Regions from separate parts of the Zea mays genome. Here region 2 is linked to region 1. The links are chromatin contacts, called in public HiChIP or PLAC-seq maps. All regions are on one chromosome and are shown on one strand. The core of a region is the stretch at or near the end of the contact, and the rest is flanking DNA. Distances in the headings are between cores, read along the strand shown.

Region 1 (3,151 bases), core at 596-3,095:
TGGTTATTTAAGGAGATTTATTATAGCATACAAAATGCAAACCTGGCGTGGTCCACATGTATCTTGAAGATGGAGCTCAGCTAAACAGGGCCAACAGTTTCAGTTGCTGGGTAGCTATTAGACAGTTGGTTTATATCCAGTTGCCACATGCATTCGTTGGAGATTTTGAGCCGTGAACCTAGCTAAGTCAGATAAGGCCTAACTTAACTTATAACAAGGTGGGGGGATGAGTCTAGATGTCTGAATCTTGAATCTAACAAAATAAACTTCCCCAATAGCATAGCTGGTAACAAAAACTTGGAATGTAAAAAAAAAACTCACCCTTCAGGAAACTTGCTATCAGCCCGTGCTTCAACACGAAGCCACCACAGTAGGACCTTCTTCCCACAGTTGCCCAGTGGCTCAACAGAGGACGGATCATTCAACAGAGTAAGTGGGTTCTCAATCTCCTCGCCATTCTCGCCCACAGCATCAAGATCCTTCACCCAGTCAGGCTTGCCGTCAGCCTCCTTCCACAGCATCCTTGAGTTCAACACAAAACCAGCCCACTCCAAACCCCTGGGCAGAACAGGGGCTGCTTCACCAACAACTGTGGCCGTCTTCCCAGAGAAGGGCAATGAGTTGAACGTGTGCCATCCAATCAGATGCCCTGAGGAGTTGCAAGCAGGGCCCTGGACTGGAAGAGGCATATTCTGCTTGTCCTCCTCGCTGAGCCGTAGTTGGTCTGCCGTGCCAGTATGCGCAAGGATTCCGACGGATACAGCACCCATCCACTGGACCTTCTGCACCTCATCGAACAGCTCCATGCTATGAACATTGCTGTCGTCGGTGAAAACAACTACGCCATCCATCTTCCTCTCGCGGATCACGCTGCGCAAGGAAACCTGTCCTTCATCAACCGCCGTCTTTCCATAAATACTATGCTAGCTAGCTGAGGAAGTAGTAAGGGAACCATACATACCGTAGGGCGTGGAGGCGCATCCGGTTCTCAGTGGCGTGGCGGTCGGCCCAGTCGTGGGGCATGCGGTCAGGGAAGGGGATGTGAACGAAAGTGAGGCCAGAGCGCGCAAGCATTGACGCCGTGGCGTTGGTGGTGCCGCCTGCCTCGACGACGATCCAGGTGAGCGGGTACGGCACGTTGCGGAGTGAGTGGAGGAGGCCGGTGAGGTGGAGCGCCTGGAACGCGCGTGAGTAGGTCGGGGTGACGGCGAGCACCTGCCTCGGCTCCTTGACGCCGTACCAGCGGCGCTGTTCCTCCTGCACGCGCTCCATGATCCGGTGCGCCCGCATCACCTCGACGGGGTCCGGGTGCGGCCACGGCCGGATCCGAATCCCGTGCCTCCCCACCACGACGTGACTCTGTGGGTTCCCGGACGCCGCCCCCTTGTCGGCCACATCCAGCGCGGTGCGGTTAGCGGGGGTGGAAGGGGGAGTGTTGGCGGCGGCGAAGGAGAGCGTGAAGGTGTTGGTCGTCGTCGTCGTGGTGGTCGTGGTGGTGGTTGTCGTGGTGGTGGCGCGAAGGACCGCGGCCGAGGAGGAGGAGGTGCTGGAGCGGTAGAGCGCGGTGGTGGAGAAGAGCAGGAAGAAGAGGAGACGCGAGAAGCGGAAGCCGAGGAAGAGCGAGATGAGGCAGCAGAGCGCGTGGAGCAGGAACCAGAAGGTGGAGGAGGCGGGCGCCCGCGGCCCCGCGCCGCCGCCGTCGGACATAGCCCCGTCTGCCCCCGCGGCGCCGCCCGCCGACGACCGCGCGGCCGCCGCCGCCGAGCGCCGCAGCTGGCTCTGCGGCAGCAGCGACTTCATCATAGCCGCTGCGGTAGTCGGATCTGGTGGGCTCACCCCGCCCCGCGGCGCTCCCTCCTCCTCCGCCCGGCTCGAACCGAATCAATCGATCGCGCTCGTCGGCGGGTAGGGGTGGAGCCGTGGAGGGGTGGATAGTTTTTGAGGGGGAGAGGTTGGTGGGAGGTGAAGTACGGTGCACGAAACAACGGGCGCGGAGGTGAGGTGAGCTATCAATTGGTGGGCAGAGGAAAAGGGGAGGAGCAGGGGGGAGAGCGTTGGGCTGGGTTGGTGCCCGACGGGGGCGGGGACGCGGTCGCTGCTGAAGCCGCGAAGAAGCCAAATGCAAGGCGTGCGCGTCTGCGCGGCGCGGTCCGGAGGGATCGGGTTGGGGGAGTTTGGTGAGGAGGTGGGGGCGGGATGCCGAACCCGCAGGCCGCGGACGGGGTCGGCGGCGCGGCATGCGCGGGAGGCGGGACAGGTTGGATTGGGATTGGGATTGGGATTGGGATTGGGCTGGAGTACGGGAGCAGGCCGCGGGTCGGTCGCCGGACACACTCGCGCGTTCGTGACGGCGTGTTGCCGTGTCGCGTGTCGTCATTTTGTGTTTTTATTTTATGAAGATATAAAAAAAACATAAATTGCTTGAGAGGTGTGGTAGTGATTTGTGTTTCTCACGTTTTCAATGATTGAGATAGGCAGCTGCCGGCGTCGGCGGGATTTCAGGTCTGTGCCAGCTGCGTTTGACTTTCGTGCTTAGTGTGTGTTTGGTTTGCCCCTCTAAAATTTAGTCTCTATCACATCGAATGTTTGAACCTCCGTTTGGGGTATTAAATGTAATCGGATTATAAAACTAATTTCTCAGCTAAAGATTAAAAAGTGAGACGAATCTAGTACAGTTGGTTGGGTCTATATTTCATACTCCTATTTGAAAGTCAAACGCTTGATGTGACCCGGGCTAAACTTTAGTCCACAGAACCAAACACCCCCTTAGCGTCGGTTCAGGGGTTTTGTCCCGAATGACCATAAAGAAGCCATGTTTGTACAGACTAGCTCTGGTCATAATTCCTAGAATCTGTATAGTCCAAATTCCATAGTTCAATAAAGTACAGATGACCGCGCTACTAGTAATGAATCACAATTCAAATATTTCTTCATAATTTATTAAGATCCTAAATATTAATTTAGTCTAAAATTAATAAATTTAGAGCACGATACCAATCCAATTTTGATCCTTAAATCTTGTAATGTAAAATCTAAGGCTCATGGTCAGCCCTAGCTCCTGCACAAAGTTATGCTCAATTTAGATATGCATAACTACATTTACGTTCAATTTTTTAATACATAACTACGGTGTGTTTCATTCGCGAAATAT
Region 2 (3,430 bases), core at 684-3,183, 360 kb after region 1:
AACGCGAGGAGATGAAAATGAATCCGTGTCGGGCAGAGAATGAGACCGGGCACCGTGGCGTGGAGTCGTCAAGGACAGAGACACATTCCTCTGCTTCTTTCTTTTCGTCACACCCAATTTTTACAGGCTTCACCGCTCACTTTTTCATCTTTTTTCCGCATTCACATGACAAGCATCATCATCATTAACCGTGATCGAGATCGAGAGAGGTTTTTTTTAAGAAAAAAAAAAGTAGAAGAACAGGTGAGGTGAGGTGAGGTGAGTGACGGGGAAGAGTGAAGCTAGTGGGCCGCCGCCGTGCCGGAGCAGAAGGCGTCCCGGCGGGCAGAACTACCGCCGCGCACGACAAAGTGGGCGAGCGACCGCGTGCTGGTCTCGACGACGCGGTTCTCCTCGCACAGGAACTCCCTGGAGCACGCCCGCTCCACCTCCCGCTCGTAGTCGTGCACCAGGACGTCCGTCTTCACGCCCTCCCCGGCCCGCGTCCGCGCCAGCACCCCCGCCGTGAATATCGCCGACATCCTGCCCGGCGACGAAGCCGTGTACCTGTCAGTCCGCATTGGAGAGGGCATTAGCTAATGAAGTGGGGCTGGGAAAAGATTGGATCTTTCTCCCTCCTCTTCTTTTTTGCATAAGAAGCTGGATGGATCTTGGATGCGGTTAGGGTTTACCCGCGCGGGCCGTCGACGAGGATGACGTCCCAGGAGACGTCGTAGAGCTGGTTGGGGAGGTCGTTGATGGCGAGGCGGCAGTCGGAGAAGAGGAGGTTCTGGACGGGCCGGCACTCGGCGCCCCGCGCGGCGCGGGCGGAGTCAAGCAGGTCCGGGAACTCGCGGACGGTGGTGGTGTAGGCGACGTCGTAGGCCTCCAGCCCCGGGTGGCGGCCCTCCAGGTGGGACACGTAGTACTGGTTCTCGTCGAGGAACACGGTGCGGCCGCCGTGGTTGAGAGCGCGCCACAGCGGCGTCTCCGCGCCGAGCCCGAACACGAGCAGGCTGCACGGCGCGCGGCGCCTGAGCACGGCGGCGATGGCGCGCACGTCGGCGCCCGGCATGCTCGCCGTCGAGTTCCCGCCCGCCGACGCGTACTGCACCAGCGCGTCGAACACGTGCCCCGGCAGGCCCTGGCCCTCCCTCGCTGCCGCGGCGACCGGCACCGCGAACGCCGCCGACCTCGCCCCCGCGCCAGCGGGGTCCCGCGCGGCCGACAGCAGCGTGGTGGCCAGGGAGACGCACGCGAAGCAGGCCAGGAACACGGCGGCGCACACCCGGCGCCGCGCGCCCAGAACCGCCCCGGGCGACCCCGCGCCGCCGGGCGACTTGTTGGACGACGGGTGCACGACCAGCAGCTTCGCCCCGCTCAGCCCCTTCATCTACTCCTGCTTGGTTGGAGCAAGGCAATGGCGAGGCGGAGCAGGCGAGCTGGGCGTGACGGATTTATTGCTACGACTGATCTACTGCTCCTCTTCCTCCTTGCCCGGAGAGAGAGAGATATGGAGAGGGGGAGGAGGAGAAGGTGGTGGTGGCCGCGTGGGATGGGGATGGGGAATGGATCAAGTGTCGGCTCCAGTGGAGGAGGAGGGAGGCCGCAGCGAGATGAAGAAGATGGGATTCGGGAGGTGGTTGCATTCAAGGGCACGGAGGAAAGGAGCTCAGTTCAATCCCGCCGGGATTTGCGGTGGGTGGCACCCTTCGTTTTCGTGACCTCCTCTTGCCCTGCCCTGCCCATCGGCATGGCACGGAGGATTAGGCAAGGCTCCTGCAGCTTATGAAAAAGGAACAATTGGATCTATACCATTAAAAGATCCAAACTTTAGATATATACCATGGACCTCACATGTCATTGACTCATGTGGACCCACATGTAAGTGAGATAATAATGGTATGGATCCAAAGTGGTAATCTTTTAATGGTATGGATCCAAATTTCCCTATGAAAAATGTTTGTTGACTGAAATCTTAAACACTCCGGGAGTTCGGCTTGGAGATGCCAAATCTTGTTTGAACAACTAATGCCGTGGACCTGGTTCGGAGAATTCGTGTGACTGGCTGGATTGCACAAGTTTTGGATTATTGCCGTGGACTTGTTTGAAATACTGTGTTTAAAACAACATATGGTTAGCTACTGGAGAAAACTATACCCAATGGTTCAGCGGTGTAGTTCGATCTGGTTTGCGTCAGCGTAAGGCACGAGTTTTGGCCACGTCAGAAAATCCACGTTGTTAGGCCGTCAACGCTCCTTTGAACGGACGAAACGTTGAGGCACGAAAGCCATCGCTTTCTGCTTCATCCCCTGTTCCCAGTTGCGTGAGAAAACAGCATGATGAATTGAAACGAAACCTGCCACGGTCCAACCTTTTCCTCCACTGCCAGTGTCAAATTCGGCTTGGCCAGGGAACGGCTAGAATGGACACGGTCACGCTGGCTTGTCCTGGGAAACGGCTAGCACGCTGCTCGAGGAGGAGTCCAGTCGATTTTGGAGGTACATCTTTTTTTTTTTTTGGCAGAAATCAGCTTCAAACAAGAGCAGCTCGAGGAAGGAGCGCGATCACACAGATTACGCACAATTTCTCCCGCAAAAGTCAGCATGGATTGAGAAGCAATGAACCAACCCATAAGGCCTCGTTCGGTTGGCGGCCCTATTCCATCCGGATATATTTGGTCAGGATTGAAACCGGAAACAACTAATAATGGTTGTTCGGTTATGTCTAACTCATAATAAAACCAGATTGAAAACAGGTCATTTCAACCCTTTTCACCCCTCAACAGCTCGGATTAAATCCACATCTACAAGCTCCTGGAATCAAACCAAACCAGACCTTCTCAGGTTCTAGTGAACCACCTGGTTTCACTCGATCCGGACCTAGAAGAAAAACATGCTTGGTTTCGATTTGGAACAAACGAACGAGGCCTAAATATTTTCTTTCTTCACCTGACATGCCCGTAAGGCTGATTTCAATGGCCAGTTTCGCCCGCCTAGACATACCATCTTCCTCACTGATGTGGTGGGCTAGAAGGCTGGACGAAATGCTCGTGGCTCGCTGGCTCGCTCGTTTTATGGTCGGCTCGGCTCGGCTTGGATTGGCTCATTTGAATTTTGTCACGAGCTGAGCTGACATCCTAGCTCGGTTCGTTAACGAGCTAGATCGGTTCGTTAACGAGCCAGCTCGCGAGCTAAACGAGCTACCATATTCCAGTAAAACGAAACTATATACATATCATTTACAGAATAATTGATGAACATGTTATATATATGTGAGGTGTTTATGGCCTATGAATTAAACTAATGATTAATGAACTATGTCTATGTGTTAATTTGGTCTATGCAAATATAATTATGGGTTAAACTGATCAACATGTATGTGAATTATATGAGTGATGAATTGTGCTAATTTGGTGTTATATTGACGTGGTTTGTGAAACTATGAGTAT

What was found. HiChIP or PLAC-seq counts read pairs in DNA pulled down with a chosen protein or histone mark.
Region 2: a contact with region 1 is called in an H3K4me3 HiChIP or PLAC-seq map of leaf, with 5 times the contacts expected there. The contact joins the promoter of LOC100273350 here to the promoter of LOC606446 in region 1. A contact is called at or near these places in 3 of 25 Hi-C or Micro-C datasets (bundle sheath, endosperm and tassel) and 1 of 3 datasets of contacts at active chromatin or transcription factors (leaf).

Annotation. Positions count from the first base shown.
Region 1 is chr5:51,759,250-51,762,400 of Zm-B73-REFERENCE-NAM-5.0, forward strand. LOC606446 (glycosyltransferase) reads right to left here and starts at 1,846. Exons shown (of 3, transcript NM_001310741.1): 1 at 962-1,846; 2 at 322-870. The coding sequence starts at 1,803.
Region 2 is chr5:52,122,800-52,126,229 of Zm-B73-REFERENCE-NAM-5.0, forward strand. LOC100273350 (protein IRREGULAR XYLEM 15) reads right to left here and starts at 1,934. Exons shown (of 2, transcript XM_008646746.4): 1 at 672-1,934; 2 at 61-546. The coding sequence starts at 1,372. The coding sequence ends at 282.